3 separate regions of the Oryctolagus cuniculus genome follow, and all the other regions are linked to region 3. Evidence: chromatin contacts called from public Hi-C and Micro-C data. All regions are on one chromosome and are shown on one strand. Each heading gives the region's core, a stretch centred on a gene start, on an enhancer-like site or on the middle of the called end of the contact. The rest is flanking DNA. Distances are from core to core; before and after follow the strand shown.

Region 1 (3,187 bases), core at 684-3,183, 220 kb after region 3:
TTCCTTAGAGGCAGGGAACATTTATTTCTTGTTTGCCTCCCATAATTTCTGTCTAGTGACACACTGAGATTGGAAAGTAGGAAAGCACTTTGACTGGTTTGTTTCAGTATTAACTAACTAAATGCATTCTTTTTTTGAAAAAAAATCAAATAAATAAATTTCAAATAAATAAATAGAGTTACAGAGAGAGGGGGCGCGCACACACACACATACACACACAGATATCTTCCATTTTCTGGTTCATTCACTACATGGCTGCAACAGCCAGGGCTGAGCCAGGCCAAAGCTAGGAGCCTGGAATTCCATCTGATCTCCCATGTGGGTGGCACAGGCCCAAGTACTTGGGCCATCTTCCGCTGCTTTCCCAGGCACATTAGCAGGGAACTGAGTCAAATGGAATGGCTGGGACTCAACTCGGCACTTATGAGATGCTGGCATTGCAGGCGGTGGCTTAACCTGTAGCACCACAATGCCGGCACCTAAAAATGTTCTTGATGGGTAAAAATTTGAAAGAAAGGATAAAAAAAATACCCAGAGACATCTGCCCTTCTGCAGCACTCCCTCTTCAGAGTGTCATGGACCCTGGAGCTGCACATCTGAGCAAGGATGAGAAATCCATTCTGATGGAAATCTCTTGTGGGATTTCCTGTTAATGTACTCTCATACTCTGCATTCCAGGCAAAGACATGGCTACATAATATGTCCAGAACACACACTGTCTAGAATAATCTCCATCAGGTGCCTGACTCTAGAGATCGATTTGCTGATAACTCCAAGATTTACGTCTACAGATTGGGCCTCTTTCCTGTCCTCCCAATTTGTGCAATACACTTTTGACATATCCATTGGAATGTCCAGTCTTCACATGAACCGTATTAAACTCTGTGGCCCAGCTCTTCTTTTCCTGGGCTAGTCTTCTGCTTCTCAGTATAAACATCACCACTATCTACTTATGTCAAAAACCTGAAAATAGGCCGGCGCCGTGGCTCACTAGGCTAATCCTCCGCCTTGCGGCGCCGGCACACCGGGTTCTAGTCCCGGTCGGGGCACCGGATTCTGTCCCGGTTGCCCCTCTTCCAGGCCAGCTCTCTGCTGTGGCCAGGGAGTGCAGTGGAGGATGGCCCAAGTCCTTGGGCCCTGCACCCCATGGGAGACCAGGATAAGTACCTGGCTCCTGCCATCGGATCGGCGCGGTGCGCCAGCCGCAGCGCGCCGGCCACGGCGGCCATTGGAGGGTGAACCAATGGCAAAAGGAAGACCTTTCTCTCTGTCTCTCTCTCTCACTGTCCACTCCTGCCAGTCAAAATAATAATAATAATAATAATAATAAAAACCTGAAAATAATGTTAACTTTTCCCTTTCCTTCACTGTAAGACCAACGGTAACCCTGGGTTTTGACTTACAAATCCAACAAAAATCTGTCCACCTCGCTCTCTCTCCTCATTGTTTCTGCTTTTGTTCAAGCCAAAACTATCTCCTATTTCTGGGGGTAATTTCACTGCTTTCACTCTTTCTGCCACACCTTAAAACGTTCCTTGGATCGTGTCTCTACTCTGCTTAGATCTGGCCAATAATCTCTCATCAGAATACAAACTACACCCTTCACTCCTGTGGATAAGCCCTGTGTGATGTGAACACTGCCTACCACCTCTGCAAACTCATTCCGTACCACCCTCCCCTCACTGTGGGTTGAATGCTTTCCTCCCTTCCAAATGCATGTGTTGGAAGCTTAATCTTCAACACCACAGTGTTGGGAGCTAGGGCCTAACGGGAGTTGTTTGGGTTATGAAGGCTCCGCCCTCATGGGTGGATTCACAACACAAAAGGGCTTTGAGAAGTGGCTTCCTTCTGTTCTGCTGGAGGTTGCAGTGTCGGAAGTGGAGGCCACACTCCCACTGCTGGCGCCCTGCTCTGGGACTTGTCCAACTCCAGAAGTGTCATTAGCACGCTCCTGTTCTTTATAAAGCACCCAGCCCCAGGTCTTCTGTTAGAGTAGCACAAACCAGATTTAGACACCCCTCATCCTTCTCTGTCCCCAGGCTTTCTCTACTCCCTGAATTGCCCAGGTTCATGCTCACCTCTGGGTCTCTGCAGTTGGCTGTCCTTTTCTCTCTTTTCATGCCTAACTTTTGGCATCTTTCAGCTCTTGACTGACATGGCAACTTCCAGATAGGTTTTGCTTGATCACCCCATGTGAAGCAAACCCCACCCTCTGCGTGTTTGGCTATCATACCACCTTGTTAATTTCCTGGGTAGCATTCATCACTATCTAAACTAGCTCGCCTATTGCTCTGTTTGCTCCCTGTTTGCCTGTGCCAACCCGCTGGGGTGTAACCCTCCTTAGGGCAGGGTTGTCTGTTGGTCTCACGGTTGCATTTCAGCACCTGAATTGGTGCTTGACACACAGCAGGCTGTGTGGAGCCACTTAGTGAATGAATGAATAGTTGAATATGTTCTTTGTCCATGTTGCAGCCTGTTGTGTAAAAGGTAGGAGGACAAGATGGAATAAACACTTTTTAAAGATTTATTTATTTGAAAGAGTTGCACAGAGAGAGGAGAGGTAGAGAGAGAGAGAGGTCTTCCATCCAATGGTTCACTCCCCAAATGACTGCAATGGCCGAAGGTGTGCCAATCTGAAGCCAGGAGCCAGGAGCTTCTTCCAGTTCTTCCACACTGGTGCAGGAGCCCCAGGCCTTGGGCCAACTTCTACTGCTTTCCCAGGCCACAGCAGAGAGCTGGACTGGAAGTGGAGCAACCAGGACTTGAACGAGCATCCATATGGGATGCCGGCACTCCAGGGGGTGGTCTTACCTACTATGCCACAGAGTTGGCCCCATGGAATAAATATTTTAAAGACAATTATCAATTGGACTCTGTAGGGAAGGAGAGTTTCATTGAACTGAGAGTGAGACTGTCATTGGTTAGGTGTGAAATTGACACTATTTCTGGAATAGTTCTTCAATACTAGTCTTCATTTCAGATAAAACCAGTCCTGGAAGATGGGGCTTTACTCTATATTTTATGCAAGAATATGTAATAACTGCATACTAATAGTAGAAGTTATAAATAGCTTATGGTTACATGTGTTTACTATGTGCCAAGCATTTTATATATATTAACTCCTCATAGTAACTCTGTGAGGCAGGTGTTATTAGTCCCATTTCCCAGATGAGTGAACTGAGCCACT
Region 2 (3,217 bases), core at 244-2,743, 140 kb before region 3:
TCAGTGTTAGGTCGTGTACAAGCAGAGAGGAGGCTTCTTCCTTCACCAAGTCACATGGATTCTACAACCGAGACTGCACCACTTCTGAAATTTTTATAAGCAATTCTGAATCTCAGTGTACAAATGCTATAACAGCATATTATGTGGGTGAGAATGTAAAAAAAACCCGTGAAAGTCTAAAGTTACTGCTCACATTGCAACCTTGACACACCGACTTTGCAAAAACAAGGGCTTAAATTTAACAGAATATGCCACGATTCAGAAAATGCTACTACCATATGCCCGAGGGGACTGAGTCACGCTTGCCATTTCACTTCAGCGCCTGAATTTTTTGACTTCTGTATGTTTAAATTCTCGTCACACGGCAGCTCCAACCTCTGTTCCTGCCACTGATCACAGAACGCCTCTCTTATCATCTGACATAATCTCCACCATGAAATACTTGTTTTTGAACAGCCAGAGGTTCAGAGGACACTTTTAAAAATGTTAAACAATACAAACTGTCAATGGTGACTGGAAATGGAAAAACAGCCAAGCCTCTTTGATGCCATCTTTATGCCTAGTACAACCTTCCCACTCCCACTCCCACATCGATCAAGCGAGCAGCATCTCTTTCCTTCTTTCAAAGTTCACCTCAGTTCACTTCTCCCTGAGTCTATAATGAAAGCAGCTGGGACTGCAGCAGAAGTGAACAGAGTACTACCTTCCTAGGGACAGGGAAGGGTGTTAACTTATGTCCAGAGGTCCGAAGGGAACCGACTGAGCAGAGGACACTGACCATTTATCTGTGCGATACCCTGCCTCAGTTTTTTTCCCTATCTTTAACCATCTTCCTGATGCAGGGATAACTGGCTATTCTGCAGGGACTAGGGACCGAGGGATGCAAACCTACTTCTTACAAGGCAGGGAGTGAGACAGACTGCATGTTCCTGCTCAGGAGCTTTCAATTGCTTTGGACAACCAAGGTGCTGATCATGCACACAGAGTAGATGATAGCAGGCAATTTACCAACCGAAATATCTTGATCCAGCAACCATGTACTGAAGACCTACTAAATTCCAGGCCCGATGACACCAGACACTAGGGACAAAAATATGAGCATGATACGGTCCCAGTAAGAGGCAGATGGGGCTCTGCAGAGTTAACCATGCTATCAGGCAGTCATCACAGCACTACTGGATGGTAAAAATAGCAGCTCCCCCCTCTCCACAAAAACGCAGAGTGCACATAAGTGATCCAGTTACTGAGTGAGCATTCTGGCAATGAAAGAACACGTTTGCAATAAGCACAGGGATATCTTCTGATCCTGTCCTTGTCAGAGCTCTCCTCAACTGAGCACCCCCCACACACACATGCTCTCATCCCACAGAGAGGCACACGACCAGCTGACACGAACGCACCAAGGAGGAGCGGAATAAAAAATGCAGGACTCGGTGATGATGGCACCTGTGCCTCCCCATTCAGAACTGTCCGCCCAGATCCCTGCTTTACTGACTACCGCTGTTGACTGCTCCTCCAGCGAGGCTGGGACTGAGTCTCTGGCTGGGCTGGCCGAGGCTTCCCTGTGGCTGGCACAAGGCCTAGCACGTAGTAAGTGATTAAAAACATTTGTGGCATGAGAACTGTGAATTAGCTGGCTGCATACGATAGCAAAATCCACATCTGAAAAGCCTACTGAAATGGCCATTTACAAATTAGGTAACCAATGGAACGCGGCATCAATCCATTGGTGAATCAAATCAACTTCCAGGTACTGGTAGGGGTTGAACTGGGTCCCTACCTCACCTGTAAAATTCCTAAGTGAAAACCCCAACTCGCCGTGACTGTACAGCTGTCCCTTTGCATCCACAGGGGAGTGACTACAGGACTCACAGGCCCCTTGTATGAAATGGGATAGTATTTAAATCAACCTACACACATCCTCCTTGCGTTTTCCCTCACCTCTAGGTTACTCATAATACCTAACACAACCTCAGTGCTGGGTAAACAGTTGTTATTCTATATTGTTTAGGAGATAATGACAAGAAGAAAGTGTATATATGTCAAGTACAGGTGTAATTTATTTTCCAAATTAAAAAATTCCTTAAAAGATGTATTTCATTGAAAGTCAGAGTTACACAGAAAGAGGGAGAGACAGGAGAGAGAGAGAGAGAGAAAGAGAGAGAGAGAGAAAGAGAGAGAGAAAGAGAGATCTTCCATCTGCTGGTTCATTCCCCAAATGGTCACAACAGCCTAGAGCTTGGCCAGGCCGAAGCCAGGAGCCAGGAGCTTCTTCCAGGTCTCTCATATGGTTGGCAAGGCCCAAGCACTTGGGCCATCTCCCGCTGCTTTTCACAGGCCACCTAACAGGGAACTGGATCGAAAGTGGAGCAGCCAGTCTTGAACTGGTATGCATATTGGATGCCAGCATTGCAGGTGGCAGCTTTTACCTACTATGCCATAAAACCAACCCCCACCAAAAATAAATAAATAAATAAATAACTTATCTGAAAGGCAGAGAGACTGGCAGACAGTCAGAAATCTCCCATGCACTAACTCACTTCCAAATTGCCTAAAACAGCTGGGGCTTGGCCAGGCCAAAGCTAGGAACTGGAAACTCAATCTGGATTTCCCACATGGTCAGCAAGAACCATCACCTTGAGCCATCACCTTCAGCCCCCCAAGCTGTTCATTAGCAGGAAGCTGTATAAGGAGTGGAGTCAGGACTGCAACCCCAAGCAGCATCTTAACCACTGCACTAAATGCCCAGCCCCCAAGGGTTTTTGATCTGTGGATGACCAGGGGACCCAGAGGCTGAATGTGCTTGGAGTTAAGGCCTTTCAACTAGTAACTGATGAAAAATGAGGTCATATGGGTGAGATCTTAATCCAATTGTCCCATATGCAGAGGAGATTAGGATGTGGGCATTGAGAGAAGCCCAGTGAGAACACAGAGGGAAGAGAGCCATCTGCAAGCCAGTGAGAGGAGCCTCAGAAGAGCCCTGCTGATACCTTGATCTTGGACTTGTCAACTCCAGAATACTAAGAAATAGTTGCTACCTATGCCACTCAGTCTGTGATTCTTGGGAAGGACAATCCTAGCAAACCAATCCAGATACTTGGCCGTTGCTGAGGACTGAGTTCTGGCCCTGTAAATGATCATTTTAGGAAGCCACCACTTGAGAACGGTTAAGCCACCACTTGGCATGACTGTATACCACATCAGAGTGCCTGGGATC
Region 3 (3,544 bases), core at 600-3,099:
CTCTCCTTAGCCACACGGCGCATTATATAACCAGCTTCCGATGGCTTTTTTTTTCTTTTGCCCCTACTACTCTTCAGCAATTTCTCAACCTCCCGAAGTATTTATATTGCCCTCCTTGTAGGATTATGCACCAAGAAAGCAAAACAGGCACGGGATCGAAGCGGACCTCCTCGTCCTTAGAAGCTTTTTTTTTTTTTTTTTTTTGCTTTTTCTGGCAGCCTCTCCAGAACCATCCGACTTCCACCCCCCAACTAAGCTCCTTGCTCAATCTCCCTAGAAAACCTGAATTGTTTCAGCGCCCCCAGCCAAGCCCCCCTACGTGGTCTGAAATAAAATGAAAGCGCAAGCCGCGGAGTTTCCGCAGGCGGCCCGAGGGCGCGGGGCCGAGGACGCGGCAGGCGGCCCCGGGGGCGGCGGAGCCCCCTCCCGGCGCGCACTCGTACCCGCACCCCCATCCGCACCCGCACCCTCTTGCTCGTACCGCGCCGCGCGCCCACGCCGCCTCACCTCTCGCTCCGCCTGGCCGGCCGCGGCCCTGCCCCCTGCGGGACCGGCCTGCGCGCAGCACTGGAACCACGTAGGAGGCGGCGGCGGCGGCCGCGGGAGTGGCAGAGTGTCCGGCCCGGCCCCGAGCGAGCGAGCGAGCGGCGGGGCTCCGAGGCGCATCCCAAGCCCCGCAGCGCCTCCTCCTCCGCCGCCGCCGCCGCCTCTTCCCCTCCTCCTGGCTTCCCATTCACCCTCCCGGCAGCCGCGCAGCCCTTCACTCCCGGCGCAGGGCAGCGCCCGCCGCCGCTCCTCTGCTCCTGCCGCGGGCGCTGGCGGGGACGCGGGCCCGGGCTGGGGCGCTCGCGGGCTCCCGGCTCCGGGCGGCGGCGGCTGCACATGATCAGGAAGCGGCCGCACCAACAGGGCGGCGGTGGCGGCGGTAGCCAGGGCCGCCACCGCCACTCCAGCCCCGCTCCGGGCACCCTCACGCCTTGCGCCGCGCGCAAAGTCCGGCCCGGCGCCGGGAGCAGCCCTCTCCCAGCCCGCAGCTGCACGCCCCGGAAGGCCGGCTTCGGCGGGCAGACCCCCACCCGGGAGCGCCGGGGCCAGGCGACCACCGGCGGGGAAGCCTAGCCCTCCCGAGCCCCGCTCGCGCTCACCGCCCCCCTCTGGGGAGGAGGATCGCGAAGGAAGCGGCGGGGGGCAGGAGGACAGCGCGACCCCCAGCCGCCGCCGCCTCCCCGCTGCGCCACCCGGAGGGAGGAGGACATGGTTCTCCGCACTAGCGGCCGGACCGGCAACCGCCGGAGCGGGGCGCCGCCGCCGCTCTCGCCACCCGCGCCCCCCGCCCGGGCGCGCCCCCTCGCCCGGCGGGCGCCCACCCGGGGCCCTGGCAGTTCCCCCTGCGGGCCGCGTCGGCGCTCGGAGCTGGGGTCCTGGCCGAGAGGCTGGAGCTGGGGACGGTTGTATACACACACACACACATACACACACACACACACACATACACACACACACAACACGACGCGTCGGTTTCCCTCGCTCCTCTTCCAGCTGTTTTCCGTGCAGCCAATTGGGGTTTGGGGTTTGTTTGCTGGTTGTTGCTTTTGCCCCTCTCGGGGGAGCGGAGAGAGGGGCGGGGGGATTTTAATCTAAATAAGGGGCGAAGGGGATGGGGGAGGGGGGAGAAAGAACCAGAGGAGGAAAAAAAAATAGCCACTTACTGTAAAGTGTAAATGGATCTGGGGTTGCGTGGGGAGGGGGGACAGAGGGAGAGAAACAGTGTCTCGCGGCCGCTGTGGCTCTGGCTGCTGCTCCACGGGGCTTGTTTTGGATCCCCCTGCAGTGAACAGGTCCTGTACGGCTCCGCCACTGTAGTAGAAATGATGTCTGCGGTATACTCTGCTCTCTCCTCCTCCTCCTCCCCCTCCCGCTCGCCCTCCCTCCTCCCTCCGCCCGCCCTCCCTCGCGCTCGCTCGCGCTCGCTCGCTCGCTCGCTCGCTCCAGTATGTAAATGTGTAATAGAAGCCAAATATGGAGCAGTTGGCGGCCGCCGCCGCAGCTCCAGGATCCGACTTCATGGGGGGGGGAGGGGGCACCCCCTGGCAGGCGGCCCGGCGAGCCGCGCAGAGCACGGCGAGCGCACGGCGGCGGCGGCGGCCCGCGCCCTTAACCCTTCGGTGCGCGTCGCCGCCCGGGGACGCAGCCCCCGGGGAGCCCCGCGCCGGGCGGGCCCCCGAGGAGCGGGAGGGAAGAAGCGGGCCTCGGTGGGGGTAGGGCGGAGCGGAGTGGTGGTGGAACCGCTCCTTCCAGGTTCGGGAAAGGGGCGGGGAGTTGGGACGATGAGGTCATTGGAGCGGTGACCGGGCCGGGGGAGGGGGGTCCTTGAGCGCCTTCCCAGGTCCCGCCACCCAGTCGGAGGGTTGCAACTCGGGCAGCCTGGGGGTTTCTCCCAGCGAGTGTCGGGGGCTGTGAAGGACCCAGGGCGGGGCGGAGAGGTCGGCCGTTTCCCATCCGGACGTGCCCTTGCTCCCCGGCGCCGCGAGGAGCGGACCCGCAGGCTTGGTGTGCGCCTCCTCCACTGTACGCTAACCGGCAAGCACGGCTCGCTCCGGCGCCCCGGAACCCAAACCCTGGGTCCGCGGGGCTGGCTCCAGCGCGCAACTCTGGAAAGTTGAGAGGCTGAGTCCCGTTGCGCGAGGCAGCCTCACCGTTGCGGCCCCTGAAAGCTGGCGACCCCCGGGAGCCGCCCTCCTCTCTCTCCCTCCCTCTGTCTCTGCAGGTCGGGCGATCAGCTCCGGGCACCGAACTCCTCGGTGGCGCTAGGCTTTGACACACGACCTCCGCGCGCGCACGCGCCTGCGTGCGTCCCTCCCGCAGCTAATTCGGGATCATTAATTTCATCGGAAATGAGGTAACCAGCGGAGGAGGCAGAGAAAGCGAGAGGAGCACCCAACGGCGGTTCTTGCGAACCCGCGCCCAAGTACTTCCTCGGGACTTAGTCGGCAAGTGCGGTCCCCAGCCCCGCACCAGCCCGCGCCCAGCCAGGCCCGGCCGGCGCGCGCGCGCAAGGGGCGCACCTTGGCCCGCAGGTGCGGCGCCTGGAGGAAGGGAGCTGGCGGCTGCCGACGGTTCTGGAAGACCAGGAGGTGTTGGGACCGCTCTCGCCCTCCTGCAGGTGCTCAGCACGGAGCGTCTGGAAACACGATCCCTGTGTATCTTGCCTGCGAGCTGCGTTTGCGAGACCTTTTGGCTGAGTTTGCCCATGACCTAACAATTTAGTCACCGACCGAAGCGGGGTGCAGAGTCACCGAGAGAAATGCAACAACGCCGTATTGTGGAGCCGGAGTGCCTCCGAAATAAAAACCAGCGCTGCGAGCCTGGGAAACGCTTTTGTCCTCGCGTTTTTGCAATGCCATATCCGTATGCATGACTACTTAAATAGAACCACGACTGTTCTCTCTTGCTGGTTTCCACAACTTTTTTTTTTTTTTTTTTTTTTTTTTTTTTTTTTTTTCCCCATTTAAAAGTCAGCGATCGTGACGGTTTCAACCTCAGG

What was found. A called contact is a pair of places that touch in the nucleus more often than the background predicts.
Region 1: a Micro-C map of ear pinna shows a contact between it and region 3, with 7 times the contacts expected there. The contact joins the enhancer-like site here to the promoter of ATXN1 in region 3. A contact is called at or near these places in 5 of 6 Hi-C or Micro-C datasets (ear pinna, embryonic fibroblasts, psoas muscle and 2 more).
Region 2: a contact with region 3 is called in a Hi-C map of psoas muscle, with 2.6 times the contacts expected there. The contact joins the enhancer-like site here to the promoter of ATXN1 in region 3. A contact is called at or near these places in 2 of 6 Hi-C or Micro-C datasets (psoas muscle and an unstated tissue).

The regions. Positions count from the first base shown.
Region 1 is chr5:144,268,993-144,272,179 of mOryCun1.1, forward strand. No RefSeq gene overlaps it. Among named protein-coding and RNA genes, the nearest start is that of STMND1, 140 kb to the right of the region's middle. Within about 2 kb of position 1,934, at least 1 of the 8 cell types and tissues checked has an H3K27ac peak or open chromatin away from gene starts, as enhancers often do. A contact at or near this core is called in ear pinna, where this site is marked.
Region 2 is chr5:143,904,303-143,907,519 of mOryCun1.1, forward strand. The region is part of intron 2 of ATXN1 (ataxin 1); the gene reads right to left. Among named protein-coding and RNA genes, the nearest start is that of ATXN1, 140 kb to the right of the region's middle. Within about 2 kb of position 1,494, at least 1 of the 8 cell types and tissues checked has an H3K27ac peak or open chromatin away from gene starts, as enhancers often do.
Region 3 is chr5:144,048,547-144,052,090 of mOryCun1.1, forward strand. It overlaps ATXN1 (ataxin 1), which reads right to left and starts at 1,850. Exons shown (of 7, transcript XM_051832601.2): 1 at 1,710-1,850. It overlaps LOC138849695, which reads left to right. Exons shown (of 2, transcript XR_011388744.1): 2 at 2,768-3,544.